Regions from separate parts of the Rattus norvegicus genome. Here region 1 is linked to region 2. The links are chromatin contacts, called in public Hi-C maps. All regions are on one chromosome and are shown on one strand. The core of a region is the stretch at or near the end of the contact, and the rest is flanking DNA. Distances in the headings are between cores, read along the strand shown. Region 1 has its middle 25 kb from the start of Cipc. Region 2 has its middle 46 kb from the start of Lrrc74a.

Region 1 (3,475 bases), core at 640-3,139, 140 kb before region 2:
GACACAAGGAGCTTGTGGCCTTCTGAGATCTATCCTGGACTCCTCCCGTGGTGGAATTGTACAAATTGCAGATAAACAAGGCCAGGACTTCATGAACGCCACTCAGCAGGAAGTGACTTCTCTAGTCTTCCCAACACCCTTGAAAGCTGGGGGTGTTTGGCAGGCATTTGGCAGGCCAAAAATGTGAGGCTCAGGAATTCCCACCCCGCATTTTGCCTCCCCTGAGCGCTGTGTCCCACGAGTCTGGCACCCCAGCAGCAAGAAAGGAATGTAGCCTAAAGTCACTGGCAGGCACTTCACCTACCCATGCGGTGTCTCGTTGGTGTTCCTACACCCCAGTGGTGAAGCGAAGGGTAGAACCACATACTAGCCTGCTGCAGACGAGGCTTGTGAGGTCACATGACTAGTAACAGTGAGAGGGAAGGAGCTGCGACTCCAGCCTGGGCTAAGCCTAGTCTCTTTCATGCCCCCACCTTCACTGCCAAAGAAAACCTTACGTCAGCACTCTACGGAATTCAAACCAGTGTGCCAGGAAGTGGGATCTTCTGCAACCTGGAGGGATTACCATGAACACGGGGTGGATGGGTTGACAGGGAAGACAGAAATATAGCATGAGATGCTGTTTGAAAAAAAAAAAAAAGACTCTGAGTTTAACTAACTGTTCTAGTCTATGTAGCAACCGTGGCCAGCCAGGGCTACATGGTGAGACCCTGTCTCACATAGTAGGGTGGGGTGAGTCTACATCTCTGTGGGAGCTCACCCGAGGGTCTGAGCTTAATATCCAGAAAAGGAAAAACCAAAAGGTATTGGAGGGTGGGGGGCGGGGTGTCGATATGGCTCAGAGGTAGAGCACATGTCTACCACGTTCGAGGCTTGTTTAATTCCTGTAAATGAAAAAAAAAAAAAATAGAAAAGTGCAGCTGAGCATGGTGAAGCTCTGAGTACAGTTCAGCAGCTGGAGGTCAGGAGCTGAAGTTTGAGAAAGCTTGGGCCACGGGAGACCTTGTCTCAAAAGCATAACAAACAGGTAAATAAAATGCTTCAAAGAAGGAAGGAGGGAATGGGAGGTTCATTTGGGTGTGGGGTGTAGCTTAATTGATAAAACATTTGCCCTAGGGCCCTGGGTTTGAGCCTCAGCACTGAATAGGAAATCATGTGAAGCCAGGCAGTGGTGGCACCCACTTTTAGTCTCAGCACTCTGGAGGCAGAGGTAGGTGGATCTCTGAGTTCAAGACCAGCCTGGTCTACAGGGTAAGTTCCAGGACAGCCAGGGCTACACAGAGAAGCCCTGTCTCAAGGAAAAACAACAACAACAACAACAATAACAAACTCAAAACAAACAAACACTGTATGTGGTAGCTCTATAATCCCAGAAGTATTGGGGAGGTAGAGGCACAAGAATCAGAATTTCAGGGTTATCCATTTTGGCTATTTAGCGAGTTCTGGGGCAACATGAAACCTATTCTCAAGAAAAAAGAATGAAAAGAAGGGGGAGAAAAGTGGGGTTAGAACAGACCAGTGTTTAAGAACACAGGCTCCTTCTCCAGAGGACCCAGGTTTAATTCCCAATGCTCACATGGTGGTTCACAATCATCCAGCCCCATGATCCAACTCCTTCTGGCCTCCGTGGACACTAAGCTGGTGTGTGGTACACAGACATACACACAGACAAAGCACCTACACACATAAAGGAAGCCATATTTTTAAAGAAAAAAAGGGGGATGGAGAGAGGGAGAGGAAGAGAGGGAGGGAAGGAGGGAGGGAACTAGGGCCATCTGGGTGTTATCACAGAGCCTATTGTGCTAGTACACAGGAGACTGAGGCATGAAGATCCTGAGTCTGAGGCCAGCCGGAGTTGCCTGATAAGACTCTGACTCAGAACAAAACAAAGAAGAAAATGGAGTCTGATATCAGGCTGCTTAGGTTTGAAATCTAGTTTCCCCTCCCAGACACCACTCACATCCTGCATCTGAAAACTGGGGACATGAATAAGTACCTCCCAGGGATGTTGGGAAATGAGGTGATGCCTGTGAGAGCCGTGGCAAGAGTAAACAGCCTGTTAAATTTTTATTAACGTAGTGATTACTGCTACCCTCCCTTCGTTACACCAGACTCTTCTATCAAGCCGGTATTTGAAAATTTAAACAAAACAGGTGTCTGGCTGAAGGCTTACAGCAGGGAGATCTGGCTGGGAGATTTTCTTCTGATTTGGGGTTTTCTTTGCCAGCTCCAAGACAGCTCCCCACATACGATGATGAATGTGATTAATTGCAATCAGCTCCTCTCCCCTTAATGAAGGAAGCTGGAAGTCACCCTGAGGCGTTTGCGTAAACCGATGCCGTTAGCTACTATGTCCACAAGGTGTCGCTACGGATCACACTTTGATATCCCCGCAGCCACACCAGGTTATACTGGGTCATGGAACTTTACCGTCAGACTCCGGTGTAGAGCAGAAATGTTGTTCGCAGGCAGCTGGGCATTCTTCAGCCACACCCTTTCAAACCTGTCTTGGCACTACACTGTGTGGGTAGAAGGGCTGTGGGTTGAGAGGAATGACTTGGCCAAGGTGACCTGGTAATTGGGAACAGAGCTAAAAAAGAGTGTCCCGTACCAACTCCATCCAGCCCTGTGTAAAAAGCCTTAGGACGACAGGACCTCAAGCTTGACACCTTAAGGGATTTGATTTAAACGTGGGGCCTGAGTGACTCGAAAAGCCCACTGTTCCTTTCTTGGAATCCTAGTCTTTCAGGCCCAAGGCAGGTCTCCTAGATCCTAGCTGCCTCTTCTGACCAGCTCTGTATTGATGGGAATGATAATCTCCGTGGTGACTCGTCATTAAACATGCAATGCTTCAGGAAACCTTTGCTCCCCCCAGAATGATCCAGCCTTGATCTGATCCTGAGGAGTCTGTCCTAGGGTGCCAAGGCAGTGTACTCCTAAGGAGAAGAAGCCAGGACTCACTTCTCAAGATCCTCCAGAGTCAACCTCCTACAGCCTGTGCTTTCTCTGCCTGAGTTGTTCCTACACCTTGGGAAGGTATACTAAGAGGCAAAAGTGGACCAAGACAGGCTCCAGCCACATGCCGAATAGATGCTCTGAAGTACCAGTTCCCACAGCTCCTTTCTTTCCCTGAAGCCTTCCAGGAGGGACCAGCATGGCTGTGCCCTAAGGTATTGCTTTTGCTTGCACAAGCAGCCAAGGGGCAGGCACCTGCGACTGCAAATCTGCCACACTATTTCACCACAATGGGCCCAGTATTCACTTCGGCAGTGGAGAAGGGGTCCCACACCATGCCATGTGTCTCTGGGCTCCAGGTGGGCGCCAGCAAGACAGCCACAGAGTGGGGCAGAGTGCCTTGCCCTTGGAAGCCAGCATCACCTGCAGAAACAAATAATAACCAGACCGCTCACCCAGGAAGGGAAGGAAGGGAGTGGGGAAGGAGGGAAGGAGGCCTTCAGGTGCTCTCAGGAGGCCA
Region 2 (3,314 bases), core at 368-2,867:
TTGTCAGGCTTGGCTGTGAGTGTCCCTAACTGCTCAGCCACCCATCCTGCACTTGACATTCCTTAAGCAGGTGGGGTAGCACATACCATTAATCCCTTTTCCATTCCGTTTCTATAGCCTCACCCCCAAACAGCTCTGCGGAGAATAAAAGACGGAGACAGGCACATAGTCAGAAAACCAGACCACCCAATTGGGGGCCTTCTAGAATCCAGAGATATGGGCAGATGTCTTGTGCTGCCCGGCAAGGGTTTAATCAGCCCCGATTAGCTCAGGTAAAGCTGCCAGAGGAAGTTAGAGCTGGGGCAAGGGTAGAGAGATGAGAAAAGAGCTCAGGGCTGTGTCAGGAGCCCAGGGAAAAATCTCCAGGACTTGGGGTGGACCAGAAGCTCAACATCCTTGCCTGGACTTTTTCCCCCCTTTGTCTGTTACCTCCTGTCTTTTTAGCCTCTACTTTAGTGGCTAAAAATGTTAGAACTCTTACAGTATGGAATCTGAATGAGTCTTGCGTATTTGTTTGTTTTTGAGACAAGGGCTTTGTAGCCAAGGCTGACCTCAAATTGAAGATTGTCTTGCTGCAAGCCCGCTAAGCTCCAGGTGTATCTGGCTCAGAATCAGCCTTACAAGGTTTCAAAGGTCAAAGGCCAGAGTTCATACAGCCAGTAGAGTCCATTCCCTCAGCTTGTTGAGCTTCTAGGAATTGCCAGCACTCTTCTGTTTGTAGTCCTCCTTCCGTTTCAGAGTGCGCAGTTCAGTCTCCGTGTCTGTCCTTGTCCTGTGTCCTTCCACCGTTGTCCTGTCTTCCCTGTCTAAGAACTCTTGTGATTAGGGCTCATCTGGATTGCAGAGCAATCTTCTCATGGAAAAAAAAAAATCCTTAACTTTGTCACACAAGTGAGTCCCCTTTGCCATTGATAATAGGTAACACAGCGAATATGTAAGGGATTGACATATGCTCATCTTTGGGGGCCACTGTTTGGTCTTGTCACCTTCAGCCATTCCTTTGTGCTGGAGACAAACTCTCCAATCTGTACAGATGGCTGTGGAACAGCCAAACTCTCCTGAAGCGTAGGAGTATAGTGTGGTGGGGATGGAGAAGCACTTTGGGCTATCTTGGGGTAAGTAGATGGAGCAAGATTGTCCTGCAGGGTTTAGAGGTGAGTCCTTGTCTCCAGTGTCCCTTTGTAACCCAGTCTCTCGAGCATTTCTGTGCCTCCATTTTTAGCTATATAAAGATCCCTGTGGTAAGCCTCGCCTCCCAGGATCCCAGTTTCTTCAGCCATGCTTGGAGGATCCTGGAAGGCTGTTCAGGGTCTAGAGCTAAGGCAAGAAGCTAGAGGCCCCTGAGGGTCAGTACTGATAACTTGAAGCCTGGCTCTGTAAACAAGGCTTTGCTTGGCTCCCTCTGTGTTCTCCTGAGGGGACGAGAGGGAATGGAGAGTTCCCCATGTCTGCCACAATTGCGGACTTACTAGAGTGCTGGGCGAAGGTAGTCCAGAGCCCGGAGGAAAAGGATCCATTGTCCACTATGTGGTCATGACACAATGGGGTTCTGTGCTTATTCCTGGAACTGAGTCATCCTCTGTAGATCCTAAGAGTTTGCCCAGGAAGAGAGGGCTGGAAACAGTCACGTGAGCAGTCTCTGAAAGCAAGAGAAGAATCAGCATTTGTTAAGTGTCTACCCAGTATGAGAGTTTGGTCATTTCCCTGGTTACATCAAGAAAACAGGCATTTATCTTTGTGGGAGACAGGAGCTCAGGATCCTAGGAATGTTCTGAGGTTCCACTTGGAGTTGGGGGTCTGCTTGATGTTTCCAGAAGATGGCTTCAGGCTATCTCCCCCAAATACTAGCAGACACGACTGGCCAGGGCTTGTGCAGGGCTTGTCCAATGCTTTTCTGATCCTTCTTTCTTAGCAGTGCTGTGGGTCTGCTGGATAGCTGTGTGACCCGATTTAAACTACAAGCCAGGAGTGTACAGATCACTCATGCTCCTAGGTGACACGTGTGAACTTATATGGCAAAAGCAGCAGTCACTTGGGTAGTTTGGGGAACGTTTTCTCGCTGCCTTTCCTTTGCCTTTGTATGAGCATGAGCATGTAGAGGTCTGACGTCAACATAAGCTATTGTCCTCAACCACCGTCCTTCTTTTTTATTCTTTAGAGTAGTGGGGGGTGGGGGAGAAGAGATGGCTTAGCTCAGTGGTTGAGAGCACTGACTGCTCTTCCAGAGGTCCTGAGTTCAATTCCCAGCAACCACATGGTGGCTCACAACCATCTGTGATGGGATGCGATGCCCTCTTCTGGCGTGCAGGTGTATAAGCAGATAGAGCACTCATAAAACAAGTAACTATACATTAAATACATGTCTTTAAACGTGTGTGTGTGTGTGTGTGTGTGTGTGTGTGTGTGTGTGTGTCCCAAGGTACAGGTGAAGTCAGAAGACAATTTTATGCCTTGTTGAGGCAGGGTCTTCCTTATTTCTACCATACTATGTACTGTAGGCTAGCTGGCCTAAGGGCTTCTGGGTGATTCTCCTGTCCTGTCATAGGAATGCTGGGACTACAGATTTGTGATACTGCGTCTGGTTTTTGTTTGTTTTGTTGTTATTTTGTTTTAAATGTGGGAATGGACTTGGGGAATGGACTTCGGTTTTGTGGGGTTAGCCTTTAACAGCTGAGCCATCTCACCGACCATTTATTTATTTATTTATTTATTTATTTATTTATTTATTTATGAAACAGGGTCTCTCTTATGTAGCCCTGGCTGTCCTTATTTATTTATTTATTTATTTATTTATTTATTTATTTATTTATGAAACAGGGTCTCTCTTATGTAGCCCTGGCTGTCCTGAAACTTGCTCTGTAGACCAGGCTAGCCTTGAACCCAGTGACCTGCCTGCTTCTGCCTCCTAAGGGATGGAAGGCATGTGCCACCACGTCTGTCTTAAGTTGTTGTTATTGTTGTTGCTTTTGAAACATGGTCACAGTATGTATTCCTCACTTGCTATGTAAACCAGGCTGCCTTTGAACTCACAGAGACCTGCCTGCCTCTGCCTCCAGAGTGCTGGGATTAAAACCACAGTTTAGTGGATTTATTTATTTATGTGTATGTAGCTGCACATGTCTCACAGAGCTTTCGTGAAGATCAGAACACCCACTGTGGCTGGGCCTGAGGGGTGACACATGCACATGATCCCGGGACATGGATGATGTATATGTACACAACTGCACAAGCACCACATACATGCACACCGCAATCATGTGTACTTAACACATGTGTAAAATTTGGTGCACTCAATATAAAAGGCTCCAGTGCTT

Evidence for each region. A called contact is a pair of places that touch in the nucleus more often than the background predicts.
Region 1: a contact with region 2 is called in a Hi-C map of the A7r5 cell line, with 4 times the contacts expected there. The contact joins two enhancer-like sites. A contact is called at or near these places in 10 of 12 Hi-C or Micro-C datasets (the A7r5 cell line, the Rat2 cell line, Schwann cells and 6 more).

Annotation. Positions count from the first base shown.
Region 1 is chr6:112,299,380-112,302,854 of GRCr8, reverse strand. No RefSeq gene overlaps it. Among named protein-coding and RNA genes, the nearest start is that of Cipc, 25 kb to the left of the region's middle. Within about 2 kb of position 1,889, at least 14 of the 93 cell types and tissues checked have an H3K27ac peak or open chromatin away from gene starts, as enhancers often do. A contact at or near this core is called in the A7r5 cell line, where this site is marked.
Region 2 is chr6:112,161,219-112,164,532 of GRCr8, reverse strand. No RefSeq gene overlaps it. Among named protein-coding and RNA genes, the nearest start is that of Lrrc74a, 46 kb to the right of the region's middle. Within about 2 kb of position 1,617, at least 48 of the 93 cell types and tissues checked have an H3K27ac peak or open chromatin away from gene starts, as enhancers often do. A contact at or near this core is called in the A7r5 cell line, where this site is marked.